Linked DNA regions of Macaca mulatta: region 1 is linked to region 2. A link is a contact called in public Hi-C data. All regions are on one chromosome and are shown on one strand. Each heading gives the region's core, a stretch centred on a gene start, on an enhancer-like site or on the middle of the called end of the contact. The rest is flanking DNA. Distances are from core to core; before and after follow the strand shown. Region 1 holds the start of ODC1 (ornithine decarboxylase 1). Region 2 overlaps NOL10 (nucleolar protein 10).

The links. Hi-C and Micro-C count contacts between places; a contact is called where the count stands out from the background.
Region 1: a Hi-C map of fetal cortical plate shows a contact between it and region 2, with 2.1 times the contacts expected there. The contact joins the promoter of ODC1 here to the enhancer-like site in region 2. A contact is called at or near these places in 5 of 14 Hi-C or Micro-C datasets (blood, fetal cortex germinal zone, fetal cortical plate and 2 more).

What each region holds. Positions count from the first base shown.
Region 1 is chr13:114,364,605-114,370,073 of T2T-MMU8v2.0, forward strand. ODC1 (ornithine decarboxylase 1) reads left to right here and starts at 2,126. Exons shown (of 12, transcript NM_001198686.2): 1 at 2,126-2,233; 2 at 5,121-5,230; 3 at 5,336-5,454. The coding sequence starts at 5,353. It overlaps LOC114671773, which reads right to left and starts at 1,978. Exons shown (of 2, transcript XM_077960146.1): 1 at 1,500-1,978; 2 at 1-1,346. The coding sequence starts at 1,978. The coding sequence ends at 1,520. LOC114672021 (small nucleolar RNA SNORA42/SNORA80 family) reads left to right here and starts at 3,507; the gene lies at 3,507-3,640.
Region 2 is chr13:114,164,400-114,169,635 of T2T-MMU8v2.0, forward strand. All of the region lies in intron 10 of NOL10 (nucleolar protein 10), which reads left to right. Among named protein-coding and RNA genes, the nearest start is that of NOL10, 38 kb to the left of the region's middle. Within about 2 kb of position 2,837, at least 3 of the 40 cell types and tissues checked have an H3K27ac peak or open chromatin away from gene starts, as enhancers often do. A contact at or near this core is called in fetal cortical plate, where this site is marked.

The sequences.
Region 1 (5,469 bases), core at 876-3,375, 200 kb after region 2:
ATCACTTCCAGGTCCCTTGCACTGGAGCGGTGGGCGGCAGCAGGGACCGGAGTCGGCCCGGCAGGGCCCACGTGGCCAACACACCGGTGCTCCAGTTCCAGTTAATGTTTCTATCTGGCCACCCCAGGCTGCTAGGGGAACCCTACCTGCCAAGACATCCAGGCCCTCTGCCGGGAGGCTGCATACTGGGCAGTGTTGGGAATGACTGGTTGGTAGGTGTGCCAGGAAGCTGGGCAATTCTGGCAGTGCAGGACACTTCCGGAGTGTGAGGAAAATTGCGTCGTTGGAACAAAGTGTTTCCTCACAGAGAAGCACAAAGTCCGCATCACCACAGAATCAAAGATGTCCCATTCAGCGCTGGAGCTATAACGTTCTCTCATGGGTTCTGATGGTTAATCTCATCAAGAATTAAGCTTGTTAAGGGTGGAGCCACCCCCACCCCTCTAGTCCGGGCGGGTGCTCAAGGACAGATAGGGCGGACCACCCCCACATCCCTTCACATAGGAAGAAGACTCACTTCTGCTTACGGCTCGCGTTTGCCCTCTTTTTGTTTCTGTGGAAGTCGCGCCTGCTCCAGGAAGAGCTGGATCATCCATTCATTCATTTATGCATGCATTCATTAAACAGGTATTCACTGACTGTACCTCAGACCTGGCTTTGGATACCAAGGAAGTTTTTCAAAAACCTCACAGGGCTTTGTGGCTATAAAGATATCTATGTAAGGATTCTTGGGTTATCTGAGGCCCAGAGAAGGGAGGTAACTTGTCCAAGAGAACACAGCAAGTTGGGGGCAGGGCTGGGCCAGTGCTCTGAGCTCCTGCAACCCCACCCCTACCCACCCAGGACTAGATCTAGATCTACCCTCTCCTCTCTTTAACTCTTCATCGGCCACACTCCGGTCAGTCGAAATCCCCACCCTAGGGAGAGACATAACCTGTCTGGATTGTCCAAAATGGTAAAAAATGAAAAAATGAAAAAGAAAAAAAAAAGTGTCCCCAATTCAAGTCCAGTGCCTGCCTGGTGGGGGCATTCCAGCGTGGCCTGGGGTGAGTGGCAGTCCACCTCCAGAGGCATCCCCCGGGCGCTCCTAGGGACTCGAATTTCCCACGCGGCTTTTTGCCTTATGTATTCACTGTTAGACGTTTTCGGTCAAAGCATTTTGGGACTTCCGTAACTGTCAGAGCGCGCCAGGGAGCCGCCCTTAAAGATACCTAGTTACTGATGAATTCCATCCGGTAAAGTAGAGGGTAGTGGGCGGCTTGGGGGTTCAGGACCCGGCTCCCCTCACGCTCCTGGGTGAATCTCTGGCTTCACAGGGGAAACCACCTCCGCAGGACAGGACCCATCTAGTTACAGGACACCGGATGTTACAAAGACGAGGCTTCCAGCGTGGGGGCGTGGGGGAGGCTGCCAGCCGTGCCCCCAGCGTGCTGGCGACCCCCGGGACGCCCCTTCCCTCCCGCGCCTCTGCTCCCTCGCTGGTGGGAGCGGAGCTGCACCGGGATCTCTTCCAGGTCCCTTAGCACTGGAGCGGCGGGCGACAGCACGGTCGAGTCGGCCCGGCGGGGCCCACGTGGCCAGCACACCGGTGCTCCGCTCGCGATTTCCCTTTTCCGCTCTCGGGCACGAGGCACTGAAGGCCAGGTGGAAGCACAGCTGTGCAGGGACAGTCTCCGCCATTCAGCGGCCGCGGGCCGGGGCCTGCGGCGTCGTGCGCGTGCGCGGACCAGTTCCAGGCGGGCGGACCGCCGCAGGGCGGGGCGGGGCGAGGCCGCCGCAGGGTGGGGAGGGCGGGGCGCGAGGCCGGGGGCGGGGGCCACGCGTGGGGCGGGCGGTGCTCGGCTCCGCTGACGTCGGCCCGCCAGCGCCCCACCAGCTCCTCGCGGGCCTGGGTTGGCCACCGCCGAGCCCCCGCCCCTCCCTCGGCGGCGTCCCGGCCGGAACCGATCGTGGCTGGTTTGAGCTGGTGCGTCTCCATGGCGACCCGCCGGCGCTATAAGTAGGGAGCTGCGCGCCGTGTGGCTTTGTCAGTCCCTCCTGTAGCCGCCGCCGCCGCCGCCCGCCGCCCCTGTGCCAGCAGCTCCGGCGCCACCTCGGGCCGGCGTCTCCGGCGGGCGGGAGCCAGGCGCTGACGGGCGCGGCGGGGGCGGCCGAGCGCTCCTGCGGCTGCGGCTCAGGCTCCGGCGTCTGCATTTCCCCATGGGGCTGGCCCGCGGCGCCCGGGCGCTCTGAGGTGAGGGACCGCCCGGCTGCGGAGGAAGGGAGGGAGCGAGGCGGGAGGCGGGAGCCGGGGCGGGCGGCGGGCGGCGGGCCCCGGGCACGTGTGCGGCGCGCCTCGCCGGCCTGCGGAGACACGTGGTCGCCGAACGGGCCACGACCTTGGGGCGCCGCTTCCTCCCGGCCCGGGGATCTCCCGCGGCTGGATAGGGGTGACCCGGGCGCCGCGTCCTGCCCCCGTCTTCACAGCTCGGGGCTGGAGGGGCCTGGCGGAGACCCTCCCAGGGATTCTGCGTCTCCGCGCCGTCCTCCTTTCCCAACCCGTCGGCGGCCGCGCGCGGGCCGGGGAGCCGTTGAGGAGGCCCTGGCGGGCGCGCAGCAGGTGCAGGGGCGCAGAGCCCGGACTCGCCTCGGTACAGACGAGCGGGGCCCCGGCCTTGGCGCCTTCAGTTTCCTTCCAGTTTTTATTTTCGCTGTGTCTACAGAGCAGATGACACCAATTTGGAAACCCGCGAGTGTGGGTAGAGCTAAGATAGTCTTGTAGTAGCTGTGATATTAGCTGCTCGGCCAGCCATGACTTAGAGGTGTTTATTTAAGGACTCTGAATGACTCGGTGATCTCGGAAAAGCTTGGCTCAGATGAACGGACGTACACAGGGGAGCCAGCCCTAAGGTTTTCAGAAAAGGCTGATTGTGCTGTTTGCGAACCCGAAATAATTGGTGAAAGTGTAGAAGGCAGAACCTCTCAGGAATGTCTGGGGAGGACAAAGAATGTGTTGGCTGACTTTGTTTAAACATAAAATTGGGCAGACTTTAATTGATTTGTGAACATTTTTTGAAAGTTTGTTTGAATTAGCCGCTCTCTCTTCTAACATTACCGTCTTGTGCTAATTGATTCGCCATTTTAAATAGCTGTTACAGAAAGACCAAAAGGTGCTCTTCAGTAAAATATATTCAAGTAAGTTACTTAAGTAACGCTTTAAAAGATACAGAAAAAGCAAAAAAGTGTTGGCATATTAAAAAGAAATCGAAACTTTCCAAGTTTAGGCCTGAACATTGCCTTAAAAATATGTAACAAGGCCTTAAATGACCCCGTCCGTGTCTGCGTAAGCCTATTTATTATTAAATTGTAAATATTCTTTATATAAACAATATATAACCATTTCTATAACAAAAATGGTTTTGCTAGCGTTGTTACTCTCTTGCCTTCTCCGAGGGGTGATTTAGGCAACTTCCGAGGTTGACACTGCCGAGTAGTCACAATAGATAGAGCTTTAAAGCAAATTCCATGCATGGGTTTGGATTTATGACAGGCCCGTCCCCCTGGGCCTGTCATAGTACCCCATGCCAGAGCAAACTGTCCCCGAACCATTGCCTGGCCTCTGTGCCTGTAGGCTGCTGGCACTGAAGTGGGTTGCACAGTGGAAAAGAAGAAAGCTCTACCTGCAGAAATTTTTAAAGGTTAAAATAAATAATTTTAAGAAAACTGGTTCACCAGTGTGTCACATTTGATGAAATCAAAATACAGTGGCTTTTATTGTTACTAGCGTGATGTTCTTGCTTATTTTTCTTATTGGTGAAGTTAGCCCCAAATTATTCTCATAGCTAAGCAAATATGAGAGTGCCTGTAAGAACAGTTGGCATTCCGGAATTGCTAAACTTGGTAGGCAATGCTGGTTTCAGAATACTGAGTTCTAGCCGGGCGCGGTGGCTCACGCCTGTCATCTCAACACTTTGGGAGGCTGAGGCAGGCAGATCACCTGAGGTCGGGAGTTCAAGACCAGCCTAACATGGAGAAACCCCGTTTCTACTAAAAATACAAAATTAGCCGAGGCCCGGGTGTGGTGGCGCATGCCGGTAATCCTACCTACTCGGGAGACTGAGGCAGGAGAATCGCTTGAACCTGGGAGGCGGAGGTTGAGGTGAGCCGGGATCACACCATTGAACTCCAGCCTGGGCAACAAGAGCAAAACTCCGTCTCAAAAAAAAAATTTTTTTAATTTAAAAATTTTTAAAAAACTGAATTCTAATTAGGTAACAGCAACTGTAATACAATGTGATAAATTGACTTGAGGATTACAGTTTTTAAGAAGTATATACCCAGCTAATACCTGAAAATTAACTTGTAAAATCTCAAATGCTCCAGACATTTCCATGATGCCTGTTGGTCAGTAAAAATCATTCTAAGACTTAGTGGAAGTAGGAAATAGCAAGATGTTTGTATGGCTGTATATAAAGGCTATAATGTAATCTCATCACTTTGGAAGACCCAGGTGGGTGGATCACCTGAGGTTAGGAGTTCAAGACCAGCCTGGACAACGTGGTGAAACCCTGTCTCTACTAAAAAACAGAAAAATTTGTGGGATGTGGTGGCAGGCGCCTGTAATCCTGGCTACTCAGGAGGCTGAGGCAGGAGAATCGCTTCAACCTGGGAGGCAAAGGTTGCAGTGAGCGAAGATTGTACCACTGTATTCCAGCCTGGGTGACAGCGTGAGACTCCGTCTCAAAAAAAAAAAAAAAAAAGAAAAAGTCTATAATGCTATTTTAAGTTTCTAAAGAACTGAAACTGCTCTGAAATAAAGCAGACCATTATAAAACTTTTTCCATATCAGTGAGCTAAGTGCAGATAAGCTTCTGAAACTTGCGTTCTACTTTTTTTTGGTACAAATATTTGAAATGCTTAGTGTGCTGCCTTGGCAAAACCTGGTATTGAATTTGTGGTGTCCTTATACTGCCAAGGTTTATGAAATCATGTGCCTTATACCTAGTAATAATTGGGATCACCAGGCTAGTGAGTGATTTATATCCGGGGTATGATTAGCTCTGCGTGTGCTCGGCCAGTGCCCCATCTTCAACTTGATGTGTTCCTAAGGTAGACAGCAAATTCCCTGTTTTATTTCACAGATTGTCACTGCTGCTCCAAGGGCACACGCAGAGGGATTTGGAATTCCTGGAGAGTTGCCTTTGTGAGAAGCTGGAAATATTTCTTTGAATTCCATCTCTTAGTTTTCCATGTAAGTGTTCAGTTTACATTTGGGTTGCAGGTTAATCTTAAGAATTGTATTGCTAAGGCTTCTGAGTGAATTTCTCCGCTCTATTTGCATTTTGTTGCATTTCAGAGGAACATCAAGAAATCATGAACAACTTTGGTAATGAAGAATTTGACTGCCACTTCCTCGATGAAGGTTTTACTGCCAAGGACATTCTGGACCAAAAAATTAATGAAGTTTCTTTTTCTGTAAGTATATGAGAC
Region 2 (5,236 bases), core at 1,587-4,086:
TATGCACAAACAGCTTCTCCACGAGGCAGGGCTAGAGTTTGGACTCTTCTTGTGGTCAACTTGATATCTCAGGTCAAGTTTTGTGCATCTGTCCCCCACCTTTAATGGCTGTAAAGATCTGTTAGTAGTGTTGTTACCCAGGTAACTGCTGAGGAAGAGACTTAAATTGGATTGAGAGGGTGCTGATAATTCAACCACACATCTCTGGAATACTGATTTTATTTTTTTGCCTGGTCTGTATTTATTTTTTTAGAGACAGGGTTTCACTTTGTCTCCTAAGCTGGAGTGTAGTGGCACATTTATAGCTCACTGCAGCCTTGAACCCCTGGGCTCAAGCGATCCTGCCTCGGTCTCCTGAGTAGCTGAGACTGTAGATGCGCACCATCACGCTGGGCTCTCCCCTGGTCTTACAATAAAAATTTAAATGATTTGTCATTAAAAATGGCATAAAAATTGTAAAAATAAACATGGTTTTTAATGAAATTTAGAAGTGTTTCTCTCTGGGAAGAACACTTATTTAATGAAGATTATTATGGCCTAGCGCAGTGGCTCACATCTATAATCCCATCGTGCCTATAATCCTGAGGCAGGAGGATCACTTCAGTCCAGGAGTTCAAGACCAGCCTTGTCAACATAGCAAGACCCTGTGTCTACTAAAAATAAAAGAAATTAGCAGGAGCAGTGGCACACGCCTGTAGTCCCAGATACTCAGAGGGCTGAAGCAGGAGGATTGCTTGAGCCCAGGAGTTTGAGTTTACAGTGAGCTATGATCTCGAAACTAACTGTACTCCAGCCTGGGTGACAAAGCAAGACCTAAAAAAAAAAAAAAAAATTATGTTGATAACATTTTAATTGTAGAAGCATTTGTAGCACAGTGATTTTAATAGTTACTTATTACAGTAATATTTATGAAGAAATGTTTGACAGTTTGGTCAGAAAACATTCTTAATGAGTTGCATTTTAAAAAGTCTATTTGGCAAACTGACCTATAGGCTGAATCCAGTCCACCACTTGGTAGTTTGCAGCCTTTGAGTTAAGAATGGGTTTTACATTTTTAAATGGTTGGGGAAAAAAAATCAAAGAACAGTAATATTTTATGACATGGAAATTCAAATTTTTGTGACTGAAATTCAGATTTCAGTGTCTTTCAGCATAAAGTTTTATGTGAACACAGCCACCCTTGTTCGTTTATACATTGTCCATGTGGCTTTTGCAGCACTGTGGCAGAGGTGAGTAATTTTAACAGTGACCAGGTGGGCTGCAAAGCCTAAAGTGTTTACTGCCCGGCCCTTTACAGAGACAGTTTGCTGATCCCTGGTCCATATTACTAATACAAACAAAAAAGGTCACTTTATCCACAGTATTTAATTATGAAAAATTTCAGGCCAGGCGCAGTGGCTCACGCCTGTAGTCCTAGTACTTTGGGAGGCCGAGGCGTCCAGATCACTTGAGGTCAGGAGTTCGAGACTAGCCTGGCCAACATGGTGAAACCCTGTCTCTACCAAAAATACAAACGTAGCTGAGGCTGAGGCAGGAGAATTGCTTGAAACCAGGAGGCGGAGGTTGCAGTGAGCCGAGATCATGCCACTGCACTCCAACCTGGGCAACAGAGCAAGACTCTCTCAAAAAAAAAAAATTTTCAAACATACAGGAAAGTTGAAAAAGTGGTAGAATGAACATCTTTATATTCTCTCCCCAATGTTTGTTATTGTTATCTTCACCATAACTGATTTATTTATCTTGGTGCTTCTGTGGTTGTTCTGGTGTCTTTGTGGAATCACTCAAAAGCCAGCTGCAGACATGGTGGCACTTACCTGCACTGAGGGTGGCATTGATCTCCTGAAAATCATTGAAATTATTAGGTCCCTTATCGTGCCTAATAAAAATGGCAGCCCTTTTTCTAATATTATCTTACATCCAGTCCATTTTCAGGTTTTCCTAATTGTTCTCCATACACCCTTGTTAGGTGTGGGTTTTTTTGTTTTTGTTTTTGTTTTTTGTTGTTTTTTTTGAACCAGGATATAACTGAGGTTGTGTGTTACATTTAGCTATTGTATATCTTTAGTTTCTTTCAATCCAGAATAGTCCCCCACATCTTTTTCTTTTCTTCTCCATGACGTTGACTTTTTAAAGATCAGGCCAGTGGTCTCAGAATATCCCTCATCCTCGATTTATGTGATTTTTTTTTTCTCATGATGTTGTTTAATTTGATCCTCTACCCTGTATTTTTTCTAAAATCGAAGTTAAGTCTAAAGACTTAATTAAGTTTAGATTAAATTTGGGGCAAGAGTAATGTGCAGGCTGCTGGGGTCTCCAGATAGTCGCAGTATCCGAGAGGGGTAAGGTTGATGCAAACTAACAATTCCAAGCATGATGTTTCGGACAAACGAATGACTGTTACTATCTAATAACTCGTAAGAGGTTAATCAAGAGTAGAAAAGCTAGCCAAATAATTTTTCATAAGAGAGCAAGCAAAGCAAGACCAGTAGGCGCCCCTTCTTTGTGGCTTGGATCTGAGTGTGGCAGGTTCATGCGCTCTGCTATTCCTTGCTTTCCCACACCTTTTCCTCCAGCGGTACTCTTTGTGTCTGTGCTTAATCATTGTGGGCTTAATCATAGTTTAGAAAAGCTGAAACTGTCTTTCTTTTTTCTTTTCACTTACTCATTTTGGAGTAATTGAAGCATAATCATGATTATGGTTTTGTAATATTTTTCTTATACCAAGGCTGCTCAGTATGTTGGGAAATGGTTCCGCCTTCCTGCCTTGTTCAGGGCCCTGCTTGTATGGCTCATCCGGCCACCTGTACAGTGAGCAGCTGCTCCATGCGGGTCAGGGCACTTGAAGAGACTGCATGGCTCTATGACTTGGGTGTGCATCAGATTCACGACACGGGGAGCTTGTAAAGCTTACGTGTGTCTTGAGTCCCATTCCAGACCTGTGGAATCAGCATTGGTGGTTTCAGAACCTTTGGTAGAGAGCAAAGAACATGGGCACTGGGCTCAAGAAAGACCCAATTCAGCCTTAATAGTGGTGGAAATTCCCCAACCTCAGCATTCTCACCTGCTTTACAGGGCTGTTGGAGACTGCCTCTACTGGTAAATGTGAAAAAGTCTTTTATTCCCTATCAGTGCCCTCTAAATACGTGGAGAACTGTTGGGGTCATCTGTAAATATCTTTGGTGCCTTGTATAGTAAACTCAAATGCCCCATACTTTCATTTTAGGTTCTATATAGGGCAGCAGCACCCCTGCCAGTCCCCTTTGGCACAGTTCTGTGTGCACAGCCTGTCTCCTCTGAGCTGTTCAAGGCAGTGACTGATGCCATATGTTTTTGTGCAGCGCTTCCCAACATGTTTGGCGAAGACCGGGATTTTGGTTTTTTGTTTTGTTTCAAAGTTTCTAATCCACTGTACCTTGATACATCTGTAAAATACAATACAAATGAATTACTAGGAATATGATCACACGTTTGGATGTCACTGCAGTGTTGAACTGCAGGTTTCTAAATGCTTCTTTTCAATTTCTGCGCTTATTTCCTGGCCTGGTGACAGTTTGCAGTCTGGCTCTGGGGACACAGTTTGAGCAGCTGTAGAGCACTGTGTTTGTGTCGTGAACTTCAGTGAGTCCTTTAGTCCCCAGAGCACATGCAGATGAGTACTGATTCATGCATGTTTCTGGGGAGGGCACTACTTTGTCAAATTCTCTTTTATTGTATTATTACAGTGTACAGTACACTGCATACTAGACACTATAGTGTACTGGTTCATATTGGAAATGTGTTCTTTTGACTCTAGGTGATATCTTTTCCTTCCTTTAAAAATGCATAGTTTTATTGTGGAAACAATAATAAACAACACTAAAATAAATTTAAAGGAAAAAAGTCCTCAATGCCACAAACTCTTTACACGTACTATTACATACTATTACTGTCTTCATGAGTGAAACCATATTAATCCTGTGTTCATATGTTTTAAGTTGTCCTCACACTGTACTTATGGTTACCTTTTGCTTTTTAGTTTGACATTGTATTAAACACATCTTTCACTTTGCCATGTGGTATTTATACTGACTTTTTAAAAATGGTTTCTTATTTGATCATGCAAGAGGTCTTTTAGTTTTATCTTAGTTGATGAAATGTCAGAGTCCCGTGTTATGGAGCTTTGGAATTGGTCGACTGTCAGTGGCTCTACTTATTAGCTATGTGGTGGCCCTGAGCAAGGGAGGTAACTTGCTGATAATGTGACTTGCCTGCCACGGTGCTCATGCTCTTCTCTTCTTCTGCCTTGATTATCTTAATTTCTGCTGAACTAAGACTTGCTTTCACCCGTTTATTTTTCTGTTTGTACTTGTTAGAAGCTGCTCATACTCTTTGGGCTCTATGATGTTCTTTTTCTCATTCATAATTACTTTCAGCCCTGACCCTCCTCACTTGAGTTTCGTAGTAGACCTACTTATATCATTAGCCATATGTGGCTATGTGAGATCCTCCCCCGTTTTAGAAAACAATCTAGCTGTGTGCAGTCTGAATTTTTTGTGTAATTACATTAGAGCACTTTCTGTGGTTTGTTGGTAGGTGTTGTTGTATTTCATTGTGGAATGTTCATTGTTGAGTGTTCAGGGTTGAGCCAGTGGAGAAGGCTTAGGAGAGGTCTTTAGTAGGAACCTTCCTTGTGGTAGTAAAGATGGGGCTTCTATCCCCAGAACTTCTTTAATTATGTCTGAAGGCTCCTGGAGATCTTTCGGCAGAGCTGTTAGTGGAGACCTAGGAAGCACAATCAGTAGAGGCCGTTTCCATCCATCATGACCTCAGTGAACATTGTTTGGAAGGCCAGAAAAAGTGCTAAGATGAAAGATTCTGCAGGGGTTACAAGCTATGCAAAACAGCTCCGATTTTGTTTTGGTTTAATGTAGACATTATTCTTGCTTTTTTAGACTTCGTTAGGTGCTTTTAGATGTTTTTACAGGGGGTGTGTGTGTGTGTCTATGAGTTTTGTGTGCATATATTTTTGGTGACCTGTTGGTCCCAGTTCAGGTCTAGCTCACACTTTTGAGTTGTGGGCAAGACGTGGTAAGATAGTATTGAGGCCGGGTGCGGTGGCTCACACCTGTAATCCCAGCACCTTGGGAGGCCGTGGCAGGCGGATCATGAGGTCAGGAGATCAAGACCATCCTGGCTAACGTGGCGAAACCCCCTCTCCACTAAAAATACAAAAATTAGCTGGGCATGGTGGCGGACG